Linked DNA regions of Gossypium hirsutum: region 1 is linked to region 2. The links are chromatin contacts, called in public Hi-C maps. All regions are on one chromosome and are shown on one strand. The core of a region is the stretch at or near the end of the contact, and the rest is flanking DNA. Distances in the headings are between cores, read along the strand shown. Region 1 has its middle 19 kb from the start of LOC121203117. Region 2 holds the start of LOC107932601 (growth-regulating factor 1).

Region 1 (5,692 bases), core at 2,235-4,734, 39 kb before region 2:
AAAATTCAAATTAACTACCATACATCAAAGTCATATTACACATGCTTCATAATTCCACTGTTCGAACCACATATACTTCTCATTCAAATATATATCACATTCGGTCATACAAAACACATAACCAACAAATCAAAACATGCTTATTTAACTCTTTCACATATACATAACATATTTAATAATTTAACCTTATCAATAACATTTATCTAATCATCTTTTAAACCAAACTAGCATACCTCAAAACCATGTTTCATATTTCATAAGTCCCATGTTCGAAACATAGGACCACAATTTCATTGTACTCGAACTCTTGAATATAATTAAGCTTATTTCATTACAATTTCATATAACGAGCATAAATATCACAACGTTCATTTATATACATTTATTTTATTCATTGTCATGTATTTCACATGTCGTCATTTGAAACATACTCACTTTTCACTCTTGAATATCATATACACTTCGTACGTACCTGAATCGAATATACTTTCACATAGTCATTCATTTCTCGATATTGTCCGTTGAACCGTTCGAAATCAATAAGGATACTCGGATAGCTCGGAAGCTCTTACAATGCCAATGTCCCAGATGTAGTCTTACATGTAATCAAATATCGATGCCACTGTCCCAGGCAGGGTCTTACACGAAATCATATATGATGTCGATGTCTCAGACATGGTTTTACACGTAAATCTCAAATCGACACCAATGTCCTAGACGTGGTCTTACACGATAACTCATATCGGAATCTTATGTCATGACATGTGTATCCTAACTATTCCTATGGTTCGTACGAGGCTTTCGAACTTAATTCATTCGTTTCAAGCTCGTAGTTACTTCTCCTATACTTATATTAATTCAACATACACATATATAGTTACTAAAATTCAACTCGACACAATTAAATACATTTTCATATGAATTTAACAACAATTATTCACTTATGAACTTACCTCGTACGGACATGAACAAATCGGACGACTATTCAAAAAAAATTTATTTTTCCTCGATCCAAATCCGATCTCCTCTTTTCTTGATCTAATCAATTCAAATTTGGATTATTTAATAACATATTCATTCAATTTTATCCAATAATACATAATGTGGGCATTTTGCATTTTATCCCCTAAGATTTTATATTTTCACAATTTAGTCCCTATTTCAAAATAACACAAATTACTCAAAATTTCAACAAACCCATGTTAGGCCAAATTTACCTTAGGTCCTTAGTAGCCCATTTATTCAATTTATTTCACAATTTGACCCTTCAATTTATAAATTTCACAATTTAATCCTTAATACACATTTTTATCAAAAATCATTTAATTAAACATATTAATCTATCAACAAATATTTATTTTCCATCATCAACTATCAAAATACTCATGCATTCAACAATGACAACATTCAAATACTTTAACATTTTTGAAATCAGAGATATGGGCTAGCTAGATTAAGCTGCAATGATCTCAAAAACGTAGAAATCATTAAAAACGAAGCTAAAACCATACCTATTTGAGCAATGAGAGCTTGGCCTAATGTTAAAGCCAACAATGTCTTTCTTCTTGAATTTTCGGTGAAGATGAATAGTGGAAGATGACAATACATTTTGTTTTATTTTACTTTAACATGGCCGAATGTTAAAGCCAACAATGGCTTTCTTCTCCTTGAATTTTCGGTGAAGATGAACAGTGGAAGATGACAATACATTTTGTTTTATTTTAATTTAACATTATTTACTAATTTACCTAACTAACCATTAGTAATATTAATAATTACACCATGTGCCATCCCACTATCATCCACTATCTCAAAAATGGGATAATTACCAGTTAAGGACCTTCACTTTAAGGTTCCATAGCTAATAGACACCTTTAACTATAAGAACACAACTTTTACACTTTACGCGATTAAGTCCTTTTTTTAAAAATTGAGCACACAAACGATAAAATTTTCACACGAAATTTTCTCACATATAAATCAACATGTTATAGACACCAAAAATAATATTAAAATATTTTTCTGATTCAGATTCGTGGTCTTGAAACCACTGTCCGACTAGAGTCTAAACCGGGCTGTTACACCACAATGTAAGAAAAATAAAGTTTCAAATGAGTTTGAAATGGAAGGTGGAGAATAGAAGTGAGTTGGGGAGAAGTAATTCGAACCCCCACATATTTATTTTTCCATGAATTGTTTTTAATTTCCCAACACTTTCAATTTATTTATCATAAAACATGCTGGTGCATGTAAATAAATTGGGTTAGATATTCATCAATATCTCCAAAATAATGGTGAGATCAATCCGTAGATTATGCATGTGTAATAGTTTAAATAGGTGTGTGGGTGTGTGAGTTTGATCTATTGTAAGTCTAATAAATAACCTTTTGTGTTATCTCACACATATATAAGGGATTAATACTAATAAATTTTAATTGCTAGGATTTAAATATTAACATATATATTTTTAAAAAATATATTTTATATTTAGATGGAAATATTTGCTAAAAATAATTGAGAAGGTGAATAATCAATCTCCGTTTTCGATTAGTAACAATTTTTAATCTGATCGGTTCGAACTTATTCTTCGAACCGATACTCCAGTTAGATCCTAGTCCAACTAATCCAACTGATTGACTTAATCTAGTTCAAACATCATTGATAAATCCCAAAACTATACAAGAACTATGGTTTAATGTGCAAATTGTATACATGAACTTTGATTTTGTGCAATTTTATACATGAAATTTTGATTTGATCCAATTCTTGTAAATTATTAACATAATTATTGATATAACATCATTTTATATTTATATATTGCATACATGAATAATTATATTTATCCAATATAAAAATAAATTGATTTTTTTATTTCTTTAAATGTGTATGATTAAATCAAAATTAAAGTTTCAAGTATACATTTGAACCACAATTAGAGTTTCATGTGTATAATTCCACCAAATTAAAGTTCATATATACAATTACACATTAAATCAAAATTCATATATAATTTTGAAATTTATCCAACATAAATTGACCTATTCATAAACTGTTTCTTTTACCATTAAATCAAAGCCTCATTTAGTATTTATATCATTTTTTTATAAATGCATTTATTACATAATTTTGTTCTTTACTTACATATTAGGTGTGTCGTACTCTAGTATTTATTACAAATATCGTATTCATATTATGTTTTTGTATTTGATCTAAAATCTTATTTTCAAGGTTAAAAAAAATTAAAATTATTAACGAGTGGTTGGAACAAATAAGAATAGACTTCTTCCCAAATATTTGAACTAAATTTAAATATTGAAACTGATGTTATTACGAGAGCTTTACTTGAATATCACATTTTACTATAAAAAAATGGGGACAGAAAATCAAAATTCCTAATTAAAATATAACGGCACGTGAAGAAGAGCTGGACCCCACGAGCTTGAGCACGTTCATGAAAGCGATTCTTGCTTCCAATGCGAAGATGTACTACCTTAAGTGAAATGTCGTAAAGGCCCTTTAAAGTATTGGACTTTCTTTTACTCCATTCTTGACCAGAATATTTCAGAACTCGTCAAAAATAAAAAATAAATTAAGATTTTGATATAATGATAATTATAAATATTATATTGTGAAAAAATATTATGTAAAAAATATATTTTTAAAAGAAATTTATATAAAATTTAAGTTATAATAGTAAAGTTGGTGTCTAAAGTTTATATCGCTATTCTTTTAGAAAATATTTTCATATTAATATTTTATTATTTTATAAAAATAATATATTTTTAATTATTTTTTTAATTGAGCATTCACATTTAATTAGAATTATTAATATAGTAAAATACACTTTTAACTATCTCCGATTTAATGTTAAATATGCTTACCCTTTATGGTTTAAAAATACATATCTATCCTTCAATTTTGGAAAAAAAAATCTCATAAATCCTTTAAAATTTAGAATTCCTAAGAGTTTTTTTTTTAAAAAAATACCATTATTATTTATTTATTCATTTACCTTTTCTATTATTAAATAATGAAAATTTAATTATAAAAGTAAATATATTTGATTTCTTTTATAAAATATATATTTAAATTTAATTAGAATTAGAATTAAATATTTTAAATATATATTTAATTTGAGTTATAGAATAACCTTGCGAAGAATTCATTGAATTATTTTGAAGGTTTTAATATAAAATAAATTGATTACAATATAAAAATTAAAAAGTAAATCCATCTCAAACTTAAAAGTTATAATTAACAAAATTAAAATTTAACACATATTTGCATAAAAAATATTTAAAAAGGTAAAAAAAACTATTAATTTATAAAAATAAACTTATGGCTAAAGTTAAATACTCTAAGAACCTTGAGATATTATAGAGGCTCATTTTGTATAATCAATACGTGGGTTTTCAGTTCATATTTATGTTAGTTTATGTCTTACTAGATGTAGGTTTTATATAGATTTATTTTTATTGAAGTCTGCTTAGCGATTGGATTCAACTTTACGATGATTAATCCTAATTATAAATTATTTAAATGTATTTTTTTGCTGAATTTGTAACTTTAAAAAAATTTATACATATTAATTGAAAAAATATATATTATTTTTAACACAAAATTATATTAGAATATAATACAATTTACAATTAAAATATTGAATATAATTGTCGAAACCTTTTTTTTAAATCGACCTTTTATTTAGAAACGAAATGGGAGTTGCCACCAATCCTTTTTTTTGAGGTGTGATCGGTTCACCTCATAATTTGATCATTTTAATAAACGCTTTGATTTACTAAAACAACGATTTTGGTCTACAAAATTTAGGAAATGGGTTCGGGAGTTGGTTACGCACGAGGAAGGATTAGCACCCTCGTAACACCCACAATTGGTACATTGTTGATTAATTAGTGTCTTAGTGTCATGAATTGAAAATTTGAAAAGAGTTTAAAACAAGATCCTTTTTGTGTTAAGGCACTATCTAACTAAAGTAATTTTTGCAAAAAGGGTTTATTTCAAGTTAATCGAGAAAAAAAGATCATGTCCCATAAGTTAGGACACAATGCCTCAAATCCTCGAAAACGAGAATAAACACCAATTGATCGTTATTTAAATCTCATTTTTATTTATTTTAAAGTAAACATTCGACTATCTCGGTTTTAGAAGGAAGTCATATTCCGTAAATTAGGAACACGACTTTTCTAAATTCAAAATAATGAACGTTTGCCTCGGTTTAAAAATTTTCCTTTTTATGCATTGCTGAAAAAAATAAACGTAACACTTAAGATGATATGTTTTGAAATTTACTCGGCCGTTATATACAAATGGATAAATGATTTAAACTTAATGTACAGTATAGTGATAATAAAATAATTTAAAATGGTTATGTGGGTAGAATGATAAATAATAAGTAAAATAAAAGAATATAATAATAACATAATTATAATTATAATATTAATATTAATAATCATATTGGTAATAATAATTAAATGAAGTAATTTAAAGTAAATAAAAAAAATAAAAGCTGCATGATTAAAAAGATAAATGGGCATAACATGAAAGTGCTAAAGAAAATAAGAGAAATAATAAAATAACAAGAACACGCTAAAAAAATAAAAATAAAATAATAAATGACAACAAAAATGTACCAATAAAAGCATGTATATACAATCTAATTCTTAAGTATGTATAA
Region 2 (5,873 bases), core at 1,770-4,269:
TGATTGTGGGATATTCACATTCCTAGTTTCATATCTTAGGGCTAGTTTGGATGGGCGGTGTGTTTACCTCCGGTGAGGTTAAAAACAGCGGTGGCGGTGAGATTTGTTACTGTAGCAGTGAGATTGGATACTGTAGCGGTGAGATTAGAAACAGCGGTGGAGTGTGTGTTTGGATTCAAACGCAGCTGTAGCGGTGAGGTGAGAATAAAAAATGACTATTAAGGACATGAGATTAGAATTGATATAAAATAGAAGTTTTTTAAATTATTTTACTTTTTTAAAAATTATTAAAATATGTGAATTTATAAATTCATTTAATAAAAAATTAAAATGTATCTTCCAATATTTTAATAAATTATATAATTAAATTAAATTATTTATTAGATAAAATGATAATTATTTTTAATTTTTTTAATACTTGTTATTGGAGACTTTTAGTTTGAAGATATTAAGACAATTGCATGTGCGTAAAAGTGCAAATGTTTTAAGTTGAAACCTCAAGTCAAAATTTTGGATGCTATTAACAAAGCTCCTATTTTGGTTTTTAGGAATCCAAAGCTCAGTTGCTGTTAACAACAATGCATCAGATGATGCAGATGAGGGTAGGAGAAAGGGATTTTTTTCTTTCAACCTTGTCATGCAATTTTTTTCTTTCATCTCTAATTTATTTCTCTTTGTTGGTTTTAAGTAGATAGGTTAACTCTCCATCTTTCTCTCTCAATTTCCCCCATTTTTCTCACTGCTTTATTAGTGATGTTTTTTTGTTCTTTGGCAGAAAATAAGTTGCCACAGCCTAGCAGCATGGGAAACAAAGCCCTTACTGTCAAAAGGTAAGTTTAGTTCTATGGATAATGATGAGATTGAGAGTTCACAGAACCTGTCTAAGCAACCCAATCTTGTTTCATATCTAAAAACCAAGCTCAATGCTCAAATTCAAGTCTTATTCAGCCAAAGATCCTAACTTTCAAGCTAAAAACGATGAAATAAAATCAAGTAGAACTCAGCAAATCACAAGAGCCCAATCAATACAATAGATAATTGAACAACTCCAGCTGTTGGCTGTGTTTTTGTCTGCAAGAAAACTGTTTGCAAGAAAACTGGATAAAATTGTAAAATAATAAATGAAAATATGGGCATTTTTGTCTGCAAAAAATCTATTTTGCTGGCTGTGTTTAAGCTGGAGGTTTTACCTCCAGTTGGAAATGAGGCTGCCAGTGAGATTGAATTCTTCAGTTGCACCTCACCGTTGTTTCTCCAAACGTCATCACAGTGCAGGGAAAAAGAATATTCCCTCAAAATCCCATCTCACCATGGCTGCATTGGCATCCAAAGGAAGCCTCAGTTGAAAAGAGAATAAATTTATACTCATACTTAATATTTATATTGAATAAAATAATTAATATTTTATTATTATTTGTTTTGGTAAGAGGTAGTTGGCTAGTGGAGTTAGGGATTGTCCCACTAACCAACGTTAACCCTAGATTTAAGCATACAAATTTCGTCTCCCCGTTTGATTTAGGTGTTTGGATTTGTATATTTTAAAGATGGTGGTAACAATAAGATTAATTATTATAACTGTGAGTTAAATAATTTTACTGCATTATAGAAAAAGCTCATCTAAATAAGTCCATAGTTGATATTTCTTTATTATTACATTGAGTAGGTTAAATTTTATTGGTAGTTTTTTATCATACAAAAGTTGTCAAGTTAATCATTCTACTCTAATTTAATCTTTTTCTTTTTCTTTTTTACTTTTTGAATTTTGAAAATTTAGTACTAATCTAAACGGTAGTTACTAAATTCCTTAAAATAAATTATAGATTTAAGAATATATATATAACAAAAGTAAAAAGCCTAATTTAATTATTTTTTTTAAAAAAATTCACATGTATCATTAAAATTACAAATAACTAAATCATAATAATTAAAAAAAACAGATGCATAATGGATTTAAGTCGTAATTAAAAAAATTAATTTCACAATATGTCCTCAAATTAAGATTTAAAATTTAAATTGGTTCTTAAATTTAAAATCTTTTAATTGAATTTTAAAGTATCAATCAAGTCTTTCAATAAGCTTAGTCATTAGGGACGGATCCAAAATTCTACTCTAAAGAGGGTGAAATTTCTAAATCTGAACCACCTTTTTTTAACATAAAAAAGTGTCAATTTTTTTCAGATATTTTTTTTCTTATCAAACAAATCAATTTAATATTTTTTAAAAAGTATGAAAGATTTAACTATAAAAAATTAAAAGAAAAAAATCACGCAGTATAAAATTAAATATTTCTTTCCAATATGCAAAAAAGAATAACTAATACTATGCTAAAAATTTCATAAATATCATTATAATTCCAAAAATTAAATTAAAAAGAACTTGGCCTTAGTCCTATTTCTCAATACTAAGCATCCTAAATTGTACATTCCATTTTTCATAAGATCGAACTCATCAATGTTAGAATCTGTTGAAAAATCTCTAGCTATCTCTTTTTCGATGTATGCCAATAAGTAAGTTAAAAGAAAATCATTCTTCATTCTATATATGTATGGGTATGGGCTAAATTAATTAATTTTAAAATTTGACTTTAAAATCATATTGGGCCTCTAAGTTTCAAATTATGTTTTTATTATTATCTTTTTCTTTTCAAGTAATATTTGATTTAATTATCATGTGTTTTAGTCTAAACTGGATTGAAATGTGTGAAAAGCTTTTATTTATATACTTTTATTAAGGTTAATCTTGAAAGGTTTAACCATTATGCAATGAACTAAACTCAACAAAAATATGGGTTATAGTGTTAAATCATATTACACTCTTATATTATTGAGAAGAAAAACCAAATATCTCAAAAAAAAACTAATATAAAAAATAAACTCGAAAAGAAGGAAGAGCTCTTAGAACAAGGAGAATTTTGTAACTTTGACCTTTCCTTGAAAGCAACGGATGCTTTTTTTTTTTTCACTTTAAAAGAAAAACCATGGATAAATATGTGCTAACATGTCTGGGATATATTGGCGTAGTGTGGTACTATATTATACCCTTGTTTGCTCCCTTTTTTTTATATAGTTTTTGCTCATAGTCTCTAAAATTGTGATACTTCCATTACAAAGATGAACCCCCCCCCCCCAAAAAAAATCTGATCTGAAACAGTGAAAGAAAAAACCCAAAACATAACACCTTTGTCCTTTTAAAGATGCTCCTCTCTTTCTCTGTCTTCAAACACTTGTTTTTATCCAAAGCTTCAACTTTCAACCCTTCCATGTCATCATCATCATCAACAACAACTCATGCTTTTTAGAGCCCTGTTTTTGTTTATTGGTTCTATATGGATTTTGGGGTTCTGGGTTTGGATGGTATTGTGGGTCCTAATAATGGAGCTCCATCTCCATCTCCATCTCCATCTCCATCTCCATCTCCACCAGTTGAGTCCAAGCCTAAGCTTTTCGGATCCGGGTTTACCAAGCAAGAAAGATCCTCTGATTCAGCTGAAGAAGAAGATCACTGGAAAAGTTGTAAGGTACCGAAGACAATGCCATTGCACCAAGGCATTCCTTTGTTGAGATCTAATGAAACTCCCCAACAACAACAAGATCATATGATTAGCTTCTCTTCACTCAAATCTGAACTTCCTTTTATCAGAAAAGATGGTAACTTTATGGAGAAAACTACACAAAGCAACGACTTCTCTATGTATACTAGAAATGCAGGTAATGTGTTTGAAAGTTTATGTTTTTTATTTTTTAGGTAAAAGAAAAAAAATTGGTACTTGGTGATATGATTTTGTTCATTAAAATGGGGTTTGTTTAAAGGGTTTAAGCATATTTGTTTCAATGTGATTGTGAAGGTCTTTTCATAGGCACTTACTTTATTCTTAATCCCAACATTTCTTGCTATTGGGTTCATTGACATTATTAAAATAGTTGGCAAAATAAGGACAATGGACATATGTAGCAAACAGTAAATGTTGCAGACAAGTGATTATAACCCTTAAATGTTTTGTTTCAGGATATGGTAGTGGAAACCTTAATGCAACCATGCATGGGGTTTTAACTCCATCTCAATGGATTGAGCTACAACACCAGGCATTGATCTACAAATACATCATGTCTAATGTGCCTGTACCTTCTAATTTGCTCACTCCTTTGAAGAAATCCCTTTACCCCTATGGCTTCACCAGTTCATCTGTTGGATCCTTGCCTTATAATTCATGTAAAGTTCTTATCTTGTTTGGTGCATAAACGAACAGTTTTGTGCAGAGTGATCTGTTTATGTTTTGTAGAAAGTTTTATCCAAAGCTATAGGTATCACAAATGAAAAAAAAAGGTGATTTTTAGCTATAAAGTAATTTTTTGCTTGCTTTGTCTTCATCATTGATCATTGTGTGGCTTTTATGTAGTGGGATGGGGTTCTTTCCATCTGCGGTATACTGGCAGCACCGATCCTGAGCCAGGGAGGTGTCGTCGAACGGATGGAAAGAAATGGCGTTGCTCCCGGGATGCCGTTGCTGATCAAAAGTATTGTGAAAGGCATATAAACAGGGGCCGCCATCGTTCAAGAAAGCCTGTGGAAGGCCAGACCGGCCACACTGCCACTAATTCAAAGGTGGAGTCGATGTCTTCCTCTATGTTGGCATCGGCAAAAACCAGTGGTGGTGCAGCCAATAGTCTCGCAATTGCACTGCAGCACCGGTCTGGTGCTGCTGATCCTTCTTCAGACACCCTTGTGAACAGGTAAAAAACTTGCTTTATGCTTTTGAGGTTGCTTTACTTGCTTACATTGATATTAATAATGATTATGCTTTAACTGTTTGTATACATATATTTTTCTGTTCCTTTCTCTTTACTTTAAAGTAGGACCCTATTGTGCCATCTTTACTTTTGGTGACATTGGCCACACTTGTAGTTGGGACTTAGGATTCTCCTTGCTAGGTACCTTGGTCACTCGGTTGTATAGGCTTGGATTTAACTCTTTTTTTTTTGTTGGGATCTTTCATTTTGTTCATTGCGGTTATGATTTATTCGTGGCAGAATACAAGATCAACGGGGGTTTTCGGTGTTGTCTTCCACCACCAACCTGAAATCTGATGACTCCACCACATTCACCATTACAAAACAAGGTGTTCCGTTTGTAGAATCATCTCTATCGGATTTTGGACATGTTGCTTCCGATTCTCTTGTCAATCCGTCGCATAAAAGCTATTACATGAACTCTAAGGAGTATGGTCATGGTCTGTTCCTAGACTTCACTGGTCAAGAAACACAAGATCAAACACCGCCTCACCAATTCATTGATAACTGGCCCAAGGATCAGTCTAGTCGTTCTATTGTTACTTGGCCAAATGAGTTAAAACCTGACTGGACTCAACTCTCGATGTCTATTCCTATGGTAACATCAGAGTTCTCATCAACCTTGTCCTCACCAGTGAAAGAGAAACTCGACCTTTCATCTCTTAGGTTAGTTCAGGAGTTCGATCAGATCCAAATGGGTTTAGGAGTGAACAATGACATCACTGAACAAACCAAAAGGCAACCTAACTGGATACCAATATCTTGGGGAGGTTCAATGGGAGGTCCATTAGGAGAGATCTTAAACAACACGACGAACAACGCAGGTAGCTGCCAGAACTCATCGACACTTACCTTCTTATCGGAAGGGTTGGATGGCAACCGCATACAATTGCAGAACACGCCTTTCAGTTCACTTTCGAATAGCAGCTCAGGGAGCAGTCCAATAGCTGAGAACAACAAGAAACTCCTTGGTGCTGCCTCGGTTCCTTCCATAATCAGAAGCTAATAAAACTGAGCTTGGATCAAGTTCATTAGAAGAAAGCTTGTAAGAACTTGCAGTTTGTTAATCTTTTAGTAGGAACATAG

What was found. A called contact is a pair of places that touch in the nucleus more often than the background predicts.
Region 1: a Hi-C map of leaf shows a contact between it and region 2, with 2.3 times the contacts expected there. The contact joins the enhancer-like site here to the promoter of LOC107932601 in region 2. A contact is called at or near these places in 9 of 34 Hi-C or Micro-C datasets (callus, leaf and seedling).

What each region holds. Positions count from the first base shown.
Region 1 is chrD03:3,315,738-3,321,429 of Gossypium_hirsutum_v2.1, reverse strand. No RefSeq gene overlaps it. Among protein-coding and RNA genes, the nearest start is that of LOC121203117, 19 kb to the left of the region's middle. Within about 2 kb of position 3,484, at least 1 of the 9 cell types and tissues checked has an H3K27ac peak or open chromatin away from gene starts, as enhancers often do. A contact at or near this core is called in leaf, where this site is marked.
Region 2 is chrD03:3,276,453-3,282,325 of Gossypium_hirsutum_v2.1, reverse strand. It overlaps LOC107932601 (growth-regulating factor 1), which reads left to right and starts at 3,019. Exons shown (of 4, transcript XM_016864659.2): 1 at 3,019-3,707; 2 at 4,006-4,209; 3 at 4,397-4,730; 4 at 5,028-5,873. The coding sequence starts at 3,326. The coding sequence ends at 5,793.